Linked DNA regions of Ovis aries: all the other regions are linked to region 3. A link is a contact called in public Hi-C data. All regions are on one chromosome and are shown on one strand. Each heading gives the region's core, a stretch centred on a gene start, on an enhancer-like site or on the middle of the called end of the contact. The rest is flanking DNA. Distances are from core to core; before and after follow the strand shown. Region 1 holds the start of CAPZB (capping actin protein of muscle Z-line subunit beta). Region 2 overlaps CAPZB (capping actin protein of muscle Z-line subunit beta). Region 3 overlaps NBL1 (NBL1, DAN family BMP antagonist).

Evidence for each region. Hi-C and Micro-C count contacts between places; a contact is called where the count stands out from the background.
Region 1: a Hi-C map of liver shows a contact between it and region 3, with 4 times the contacts expected there. The contact joins the promoter of CAPZB here to the enhancer-like site in region 3. A contact is called at or near these places in 7 of 16 Hi-C or Micro-C datasets (hypothalamus, liver, mixed tissues and 3 more).
Region 2: a contact with region 3 is called in a Hi-C map of liver, with 3 times the contacts expected there. The contact joins two enhancer-like sites. A contact is called at or near these places in 8 of 16 Hi-C or Micro-C datasets (blood, hypothalamus, liver and 4 more).

Annotation. Positions count from the first base shown.
Region 1 is chr2:246,876,018-246,879,466 of ARS-UI_Ramb_v3.0, reverse strand. CAPZB (capping actin protein of muscle Z-line subunit beta) reads right to left here and starts at 1,307. Exons shown (of 9, transcript XM_027965602.3): 1 at 1-1,307.
Region 2 is chr2:246,967,339-246,970,592 of ARS-UI_Ramb_v3.0, reverse strand. The region is part of intron 2 of CAPZB (capping actin protein of muscle Z-line subunit beta); the gene reads right to left. Among named protein-coding and RNA genes, the nearest start is that of SLC66A1, 85 kb to the left of the region's middle. Within about 2 kb of position 1,997, at least 3 of the 54 cell types and tissues checked have an H3K27ac peak or open chromatin away from gene starts, as enhancers often do. A contact at or near this core is called in liver, where this site is marked.
Region 3 is chr2:246,741,756-246,745,009 of ARS-UI_Ramb_v3.0, reverse strand. It overlaps NBL1 (NBL1, DAN family BMP antagonist), which reads left to right. Exons shown (of 5, transcript XM_060411486.1): 3 at 507-701; 4 at 823-934; 5 at 1,859-3,231. The coding sequence starts at 535. The coding sequence ends at 2,110. Among named protein-coding and RNA genes, the nearest start is that of HTR6, 11 kb to the right of the region's middle. Within about 2 kb of position 1,354, at least 3 of the 54 cell types and tissues checked have an H3K27ac peak or open chromatin away from gene starts, as enhancers often do. A contact at or near this core is called in liver, where this site is marked.

The sequences.
Region 1 (3,449 bases), core at 58-2,557, 130 kb before region 3:
GCTGTCTGCCCCGACCTTGATTCCTGGGCCAGAGGGGGTGGAGGACACAGCCTGTCTCTGGGGCATCACCATCTGCTGTGGATGACATCGGCCACTCCCACCCTCATGGTCTTCTCTTTGAACCCCTGACTCAGCGAGCCTCAGTCCAAAAAGCAGAACTAGCTATTTTTGCATCAAAAAAAAAAAAGAAAAAAGTCAGGCAATACACTTGCTGAACTCCTTCCTGACCCTGAAACTCTTACTCTTTGCACTTAACCCCTTGTTCTTCCCTTGTTCTCTTTGCTCTCTTCTCAGCTGTTAGATTGCGAGGTGGTGTCACTATTGGTAAAGAACCCGCCTGCCAATGCAGGAGACTTAAGAGACCTGGGTTCAATTCCTGGGTCGGGAAGATCCCCCTGGAGAAGGAAATGGCAACCCACTCCAGTGTTCTTGCCAGGAGAATCCCCATGGACAGAGGAGCCTGGTGGGTTATGATGGAGTTGCAGAGTCAGACATGACTGAAGCGACTTAGCATGCATGTACTCGTATTTGGGGGGCTTCCGTCGGGGCTCAGCGGGTAAAGAACCTGCCTGCCAATGCAGGAGACATGGGTTTTGATCCCTGGATCTGGAAGATTCGCTGGAGAAGGAAATGGAACCCACTCCAGTATTCTTGCCTCGGGAAATCCCATGGACAGAGAAATCTGATGGGCTACAGTCCATGGGGTTGCAAAAGAGTCCGTCCTGACCTACTGGCTAAACACCGCGGCCACCACCCTCATCCTTAGCGAAGATCTTCAGAGGAAAGGGCTGTTCTGTGGTCGTGGAGGCTGGCACACAAAAGGTTCTCCCTAAGAGTCAGCTGATGGCACGTGAATCCAAAACCCCGTGCCTACCCTGATGTGGAGGTTTCTGAAATGATGGCTGTTTGTTTATTCACTTGTTCAACCAATGTTCATTCAGCACCTCCTGAGAAGCCGAACTTCTGCTGGGGACCGGCGCTACAGGGACCAAAAAGACCCCAGGGCTCTGTTCTTATGGAGATGATGCTCTTGTAGACCTCAGTATCTGAGTGGTGAACACAGCTGTCATCACAGAGCCTTCTCTGGCCATTGGATATAAAATCCCCCTTCCCTGTTTTATTCTGCTTCCCAGAACTTAGCATCACAAGGCATAATATATACTTGTTTGTGTGGAGTGGGTTTTTTTTTGGCTGTGCCATGGAGCTGGTGGGAGCTCCCTGAACAGGGATGGAACCCTGCCCCCTCCCGACCACCAGACCAGCCGGGAAGTCCCTACTTGTCTGTTTTGGTCAGCCTTGCACACAAAAAGGAGTGCTCTTTGAGGGCCATTTGTCCATGGCGTTCACTGCTGAGTCCCTATAACGATGGCTAGCACGCAGTAGGCACTCGACATATATATTTCAAATCAGTTTGTTCAATGTACTCTGCAACTCTCTAGAAGACCTTTGCAGCAAAACTCTCCAGGGAGCGCGTTAAGAAGAGCCCCAGGACTTCCCTGGCGGTCTGGTGGTTAAGATTCTGTGCTTTCAAAGCAGGGGGCGTAGGTTCAACTTCCCTCAGTCAGTCGGGAAAAGAAGATCCCACGTGCTGCCCAGCATGGCCAAAAAAAAAAAAAGAAAGAACTCCAGAGGGTCAGCACGACAGATTACGACCATCCAGAGCTTTACGGAGTGCAAAGCAGGGAGGTGCGCTGGGCTGAGCACGAACCCTCATCTCTCAGGGGTCTGGTTTACTCCTTGTAAAGTGGACATAACGTTGCCGGCCTTCGGGGACCATTTGTCCACTGGAAAAGGGAATGGGTGTGAACCGCCCCGCCCCACCCCCCGGGACCTGGCGCTTCACGCTTGAAGGCTGAGCACTGCGGTTTCTTTATTACTGGAGCTTCTCAATTTCATGTGGACTTTATTACTATCATCCCTGTTTTAACCCACAAGGAAAACCCAGCTCACAGGGTCTTAGGAGTTTGCTCACACAGGCTCAGGCAGGACCAGAGCACCCCAGAGGGACAGAACCCCGCGCACAGCGCCTCGCCTGTGGCCGCAGGGCAGCCGGCTCTGGCAGCGTCGCCTCCTGCGCGCCCTCCTCTCTGCTCCTCCGCCTCCGTTTGCCATTCCTCGTTCTCAGTGCGCCACCCCACCCACCGCTGTGGGAAAAGGAGAGCTGTGGAGAGAAGCAAGCCAAAGGGGAAGTTTGTGCAGTTGGTTAGGAAGCGAAAGTCGCTCAGTCGTGTCCGATTCTTTGCAACCCCGTGGACTATGCAGTCCATGGAATTCTCCAGGCCAGAATCCTGGAGTGGGTAACCTGTCTCTTCTCCAGGGGATCTTCCCAACCCACCGATCGAACCCGGGTCTCCCGCGTTGCAGGTGGACTTTTTACCAGCTGTGCTATCAGGGAAGCCTAGTTCGTTAGTAGGTGAAAGGCAAATCCTCCTCGGCCCTCACCTTCCCACCCATTCTGCCGCTTCCCTCGGTGTTCCCCCCGCCCCCATTTCTAAGCTTTAGGATTCCTCTGCCTCCCAGCATCTAAGTTGATGGGGATTCTGGTTCAATCAGGTGGGATGGGCCATGAGACTCATTAGCATAAATCAGGATATTTCTTGCAATTGAGAGGTACTCAGATTAGAAACACTACTAGAAACTCAACTTTCTAAAACTGATTATAATTTTACAGGGACGTCCCTGGCAGCTCAGTGGTTAAGACTCTGTGCTCCCAATGCTGGGGTTGCGGGTTCAATCCCTGCTCCGGGAATTAAGGTCCCACAAGCCACACAGCCAAAACAATAAAAATAAATAAGGTAACAATAAGGATAATAGTTTGAAACATAAAAATAGTTATAACTTTAAAATATTTATAATAGTGTTATAATTCATGAGCTTCTTCTTGGTTCCAGACAGTGTCGGTGGAAATTTACAAATACCTGATGACAACCAAAAAAGGCAGATATTATTATTCCCATTTTATAGATGAAAAAAATTGAAGCTCAAGGATGAAGGATCTCCTCAGAGGTTAGGTAGCTACTAAGTGATGAAGGCCCGAGATTTAAATCCAGGTCTGTCTATATTTAAATCTCCTTCTGCTACACAAAAATAAAAAGATTCAGAGGGGTGGAGTTAATGTGCCTTAGAACATCTGTCCCAGCAACCCTCTGAAGAAAATTGAAAATATCCTAAAGAAATGCAAGTCAGTAGATGGCTATATGAATTATATATAGGGATTATAGCCAGTAAAATATTTTTCAATCATTAAAAATTATATATATATTATATATAGAATCTTACGCTAAATGAAAAATGTATGATATAAATGTATCTCCATGGAGATTATAATTGAAAATGTCTGTCTACTACATAAACATGCCTGTGAATTATAAACAAACCTACGCAAAAGACTGAAAGGAAATATATAAATAGGATCACAATTCTGTAGTGGAATTTGAAAGGATTTTCCT
Region 2 (3,254 bases), core at 748-3,247, 220 kb before region 3:
AGACCCCAGGTCTCACGATGGCCCCAGGAATGCAGGCTCTCACTGCCACCTAGGATCCTGGAAGCAGCTCTGGGGGCAAAGGAAGCTGCCTGAGGTCTCGGAGCTGGAAGGCGGGCCCCAGGTCTGGCCAGCCTGGCTCTGCCGGACGACAGGCGGCCAGCGGATGTCGCTTGCCTCTCTCCACAGAACCAGCCTTCGGGGCGGGGCAGGCTACAGACTCACAGAGCTGAGGGAAGTCGGTGCCTCTTCTGCCAGCAGAGGGGGCCCGGAAAGCAGTGACATCAACTCAAGGGTGTCCACGGGGATGCTCTTTTAGTTCTGGGTGACAGAGCCCAGGTGCTCAGCCTGAGACCAGCCAGCTGCCGCTTCAGAGGGGGAGCCGGAGACCCCTGCAGGTCACAGGGCAAGCTGGCGGCCCCCGAAGGCACAGCGCAGGCCCTGACGGCCAACAGGGCTGCTCCACGGCGTGGCGCTGCCTCCCGCCCACCGAACGAGCTCCACGACCAGGAGAGCCAGGATTTGCAGAAGTGCCAAACGCCACGCGCAGGGCCGCTGCCCGAAAGGACCCAGATCCAGGCCATCTCCCACGCTGGAGAAGGGCACGGCAACCCACTCCAGTGCTTGTGCCTGGAGAATCCCACAGACAGAAGAGCCTGGCGGGCTACAGTCCACGGGGCCGCAAAGAGCCGGACACGGCTGAGCGACTGAGTATATGTCTCGCACGCACGCCACGAGCCCTCCAGGAGACCAGTGTTCTCCACGCTGGAGTGCGTGACGGTAAGTTAGAGGGATGGTGGGCTAAAGGAGAGAGGGCTCTTCTTTTTCCAACTGTAGGACTTCTCAGAATTTTAAATGTGGCAATATGGGGAGAAGCTTCTAGAAGGTAATTAAGAGTACGCCACGTTTCTCCAACTGCTCGTTGTCTTTGTTCCTCAAGAGACTCAACACCAAAGGGCGCTGAGCAATGTCACGAAAGCTGGGGCAGGCGTAAGTTGCACCATGCCCTGAGCAGAAGAAGGCTCAGCGGGGCAGGGGCCTTCCCAGCCAGCTCATCTCGTCTTGTCTGCAGACAAGGTCTCTGCCCCGCCTCCTCTGTGGCATCTCGCTGTCCCTGTGTTCTCACTGCTGGGGGCAACAGGGCGCAGCAGTGCAGGACCCTGGGCTGCCTGGGCTCACAGCCTCGCTCCTCGGTTACCACAAACTGCCGAAGCCCCTGCTGCTGCTTCTCCCAGGTGGGGACGGAACAGCCTCAGAAGAGGTTTTCTGAAAAGTTAAGGAGATACATTCCCTGCCAGAAGCTACAAGCTATCTTTGAGTTTGTTCTCTGCCTTTTAACTTCACTTTGTTGAAACTTTAAAATTAAATTTGCACGTTTCAAGCCCATCACACTGGCATGAGCTTCCGTGCCTGGTGAAGGCCTTCCCCCCAACTCCCAACATCAGTATCACTGCTGTTCTCCACCCCCCGGTTCCCTTGTGTTCATGTAATACTGGTTCCTTAGTCCATCAGGAGTGTGAGGACGCGCTGCGAAAGATATTTAGCTTCTTTTCCTTCACAACTATTAGCTGTTTCAGCAATTTTATTGAACGATCAACTTGTTTCTCGCAGTGAAGCGTGACTATCGCTTGTAACACACCCTAAGTCCCTACATCCCGGGGCCTGTGCTGAGCGGTGGGCCGCCTGTGCTCTGGCCTTGCTGCCCCCCGAGGGCAGCCCACTCCAGAGCGCCACGCTGTCCCGCTGTCACCAGTGGGATCTTGCCCTCCCACCCCCTGGCGTCATTTGCACTCTAAGCGGTTTACGCCAGCGTGGACTTTGGTACCTTCGATTTAAAGGCAGTCGCTTTACTGACCTGTCCCTTTAGTTCCTGCAGGGCAAGAGTCTGCTTTTCCTAAAACGTTTAGGCCTGCTTTAGTAGCTTAGAGAACAGGGCCACACTGCTCGGGTTTCGACAGGATGCCTTTCTAAGGGGCGCTCTGTCTGCAGCGCGCACAATGCTGTGTGTGTGTGTGTGTGTGTGTGTGTGTGTGTGCGCGCGCGCACAGGACGCCTTTCTAAGGGGCGCTCTGTCTGCAGCGCGCACAATGCTGTGCGTGTGTGTGTGTGTGTGTGTGTGTGTGTGTGCGCGCGCACGCGCGCACAGGACGCCTTTCTAAGGGGCGCTCTGTCTGCAGTGCGCACAATGCTGTGTGTGTGTGCGCACGCGCCGGGGTGGGGGCGTCTGCTATAAACGTGTTCACCTTGGCACAGCTGTGTGTATGTGTGTGTGTTGGGGTGGGGGCATATCCTAAGAAGCATTCACCCTGGCACAGCTCTGTGTGTGTGTATGTTGGAGTGGGAGTGTCTCCTAAGAAGTGTCCACCTTGGCGCAGCTGTGTGTATGTCTGTGTGTGTAGAGGTGGGGGCATCTCCTAAGAAGCGTTCACCTTGGCACAGCTGTGTGTGTGGGTCTATCTGTGTGTGTATCTGTGTGTGGTGTGTGCCAGGATGGGGCCGTCTAAGAAGTGTCCACCTTAGCACAGCTGTGTGTGTGTGTGTGTGTGTATCTGTGTGTGTGTGGTGATGAGGGGATCTCCTATAGAAGCGTCCACCTTGGTGCAGTGGGCCCCACAGCCAGCCCAGGCAGAATGGGGCAGCACTTTCCTTGCTCATCCCAGTCTGAAGGGGCTTCACAGCAGAAGATAGATTCTAAGGGTCTTTTTTTCCTGAGGTCCTTATACGTTCCATGGTGTCCATCTGCCCCCATCACAAGTAACTTTTCTAGTTTCACTGTAGGAGATGGTCTGGCCTTAGGAGGACATGTCAGAAACGATCTGTTTTCCTTGTTAAAGGCAGCAGTTCAATGGACAACACACCAGAATCAACAGCGGGGCCTGGCTCTGCCCTCCCCTCGGTCGCGGCTCAGGCCCGGGGCTCACGGGTGCTGGGACAGCCTCGGTTTCGTCTGTAAAAGCGGTCCCTCCCACCTGCCTCACAGAGCGGCCGTGGAAACGAAACGCGGTAACGGGGGAGACCTGTTAACAGCGAGGCCCTTCCACCAGCTCCTGACACTTGACGGACCTCCACTGTGGCGAGTCATTTTCCTCTGTCATCGCTGAAAAAGGTCTTATGACGAATGACAAGAGGGGGGTCAGATTCTCAATCTGAGACCAAACCAAAAAGTTTCCATCTTGCCCTTTATGGTCTAACAGAAGCATACTACTCGGAGGCTGACACCAAAGCAGACGGGAGGTCCCTAACTTTCAAGTCGCCGA
Region 3 (3,254 bases), core at 105-2,604:
GAAGGCAGGAGGAGAAGGGGACGACAGAGGATGAGATGGTTGGATGGCATCATCGACTCAATGGACATGAGTTTGAGTAAACTCTGGGAGTTGGCGATGGACAGGGAGGCCTGGCGTGCTGTGTCCATGGGGTCGCAAAGAGTTGGACACGACTGAGCGACGGAACTGAACTGACTGAAAAGTAACTTACTTTAAAGCTACAAAGCAAGTTATAAAGATGACTAACACATATGCAATGTGTATTATCTGCTGGTCTCTCTGCTCAGAGCTTTTCATGAAATACCTTATTTAATCTCCACGATACATATCCGATGCTCGCAATATTAGCAGCCCCAGGTCTGAGTTTCCTACAGGAGAAATAACTTGTCCAAGGTTGTGCTTGGCTAGGAAGCGGTAGAGATAGGGCTTGAACCCAGGGAGTCAGGGGTCACACCTGTAACACCACTGCCGCCGCCCTCTGCCCAGCCTCCCGGGCCCTGCCGGCCTCACCTGCGGTCTGTGCTCAGTCCTAGGGCTCCAGAGGCCGTGGGCACGATGCTGCGGGTCCTGGTGGGGGCTGTCCTGCCCGTCATGGTGCTGGCTGCACCTCCGCCCATCAACAAGCTGGCCCTGTTCCCGGATAAGAGCGCCTGGTGTGAGGCGAAGAACATCACCCAGATCGTGGGCCACAGTGGCTGTGAGGCGAAGTCCATCCAGAACAGGTGGGATCCCGGGGGGCGGTGGCTGGGTGGGGTCCGTGCAGGGGCCCAGAGCGGAGGAAGGAGACGGGCTGCCCGTGCCTGGTGCCGCCGCAGCGACGCGGACAGCGGTCTCCTCTCGCAGGGCCTGCCTGGGACAGTGCTTCAGCTACAGCGTCCCCAACACCTTCCCGCAGTCGACGGAGTCCTTGGTGCACTGTGATTCCTGCATGCCGGCCCAGTCCATGTGGGAGATCGTGAGTACAGCCCGCCCGGCCCGGCCTCCCCGAGCCTGGGCCCCGCGGGTGCGGGGCCGCTGCTGGGGGCACGCGCGGTCCTTGCCGCCTGGGGGTTCGCACGTCTGACGACAGCACCTGCAGGAAACGAGCTCTTTCTGAAGCTTGCTTCTGACATCAGCTGCTTGTTGAAATGCTCTCGGAGGCGTCCCACCGTTAGAGAATGAGACCCAGATCTCCGCCGTGCCCCTTAAGGCCCATCCACAAGCCATGCCCTGGCTCGCCAGCCTTCCAAGCTTCATCCTGCCTCTCTCACCTTCTGTACCAGCTTGACCCTTGACACCAACCCACCTGCTTTTGGTCTCTCATACCTACTTGGCTTGCGATCACCACATGGCCTTTGCACCTGCCCTTTGCATCCAGGAAGCAGTGTCTGGGCTTAGATCCAGAGGTTCAGGGGAAGTTAATTGGGCAAAGTCTGGGGCAGCGGGGAGCGGGGTGGGTGCGTAAGGCCCTCCCAGGCAGAGGGAACGGCTTATGCAAAATCTCAGGCAGATGAGGCAGCAGGGAGCTGGCAGAAGGGGGGCAAGGTCGAGGGCGGGAGTGGGGGGTCTGCGGCAGGCAGCCTGTGAGGAGTCAGGGGCTCTGGGTGAGGGCAGTGGGAGCCCTGGGGGCCAGTTCAGGCAGGGCGGGCCGTTTGGGGGTCTCCTGGCTGCCTGGCGCTGGGGAGGAAGGTGGCAGGATGTGGGAAGACAGGCCAGGAGGCTCCTGCAGGGACTCACCCCTTCGTCTCCCCCGACTGTGCCCAGGTGCCCCAGGGCGGGGGGGCTCAGGCTCCTGGGGTCTCTGGTGATTCTTGGCACTGTGATGCGGGTTGCCCTCGGGGCCTCCCTGCCTGCCCCAGGCCCTTGGAAACGCCTCTCCTCTTCCATCTGCCCTGCCCAGGTGACCTTGGAGTGCCCCGGCCATGAGGAGGTGCCCCGGGTGGACAAGCTGGTGGAGAAGATTCTGCACTGCAGCTGCCAGGCCTGTGGCAAGGAGCCCAGCCACGAGGGGCTGAGCGTCTACGTGCAGGGCGAGGACGCGCAGGGGGCCCAGCCCGGCGCCCACCCCCACCCCCACCCCGGGGGGCAGGCCCCCGAGCCCGAGGACCCCCCCGGGGCCCCCCACGCCGAGGAAGAGGGGGCTGAGGACTGAGGCCCCCGAGTCTCCCTCCCCTCCCACTCCCTGTGGAATGTGGGGGTCTCGCCCTCCCGGGGAAGAGTTAGGGGGAGAGGCTGAAGCCCCCCTTTGGCACTGGATGGACTTGGATTCAGACTTGGACTTGGAAGGCTTCCCGGTTGTCATGGAGATCTGAAGGGGGTGGGGCTGGGGCCAAGCTGCACAATTTAATATATTCCAGAGTCGGGGGCAGGGGCAGAGATCTTCAGGGCTCTTTTTCGGGGCGAGGGGAGCTCTCTTCCTGACCGCCTCTGAGATGTGTGCCCTTGTTTGGGAGGGAGAGGGGTCGCTAGCTAGGCTGCTGAGTTGGCGAGGCATTCCAAACTGTGCCAAGGCCCACTGCCCCCCACCCCCAGAGCAACATCTCCTGGTGGCACTGAGGTGCCCTCCCGTGGTTGGGAGTCAGGCCTGGGCAGGCCCCCGCTGACTCCTGGCCCTGGAGCGGGGAGCCAGGCTCACTGGCTTCTTCGGCTTCCTTGGGGGTGATGCGAGGCAGGGGTGGCAGGACCTTCTGGGCCGGGAGGAGGGGATGACCCCCTCCATCAGACAGCACCCCTCCCTCCTCCCTCCCTCCCTCCCGCCCACCCAGATCTCAGTGCCCCCCCACATGCTCCAGGCCCCTCAAAGTTGGTGGAGCCAGCCTCACCCTCTTGGGGAACCCTCTCTACACATCTGATGCTGGGGAGGGGTCTCCCTTACCCAGAGGGTTCCCAGGAGGGACATGGTGGAGTGCGGACTTGGGGTGAGCCTCAAGAAGTGAGGGAGAGGTGCCACAAGGGCTCGTGGGGCGCCCCTTGACCCCGAGGTGCTCCAGTGCCCTGGCCCTGCCCCCGCCTCCCAGCTGCACTTTAGCCCCAGAGAGGGCGGGGGTCCCCGGGGGGCGGCGGGCAGGTGGGAAGGGAGGAGCCCCCTCAGCACCCACAGCTGCCTGCACCCGCTCTTCTGTCCCAGACCCCTGCCGGCCCCCCAGCCCCCTGCCACGGGGCGCCCCGGCCCTCACGGCTGACCCGACAAGAGCTTCTGGAGCTTGTAACCAGTAGACTGTCTCCCCGAGGGACCCTGAGTTTTCTCGTGAATAAATTCCTTCAACACCCGTTTTCTCATGCTCGCCGGGAGGCTC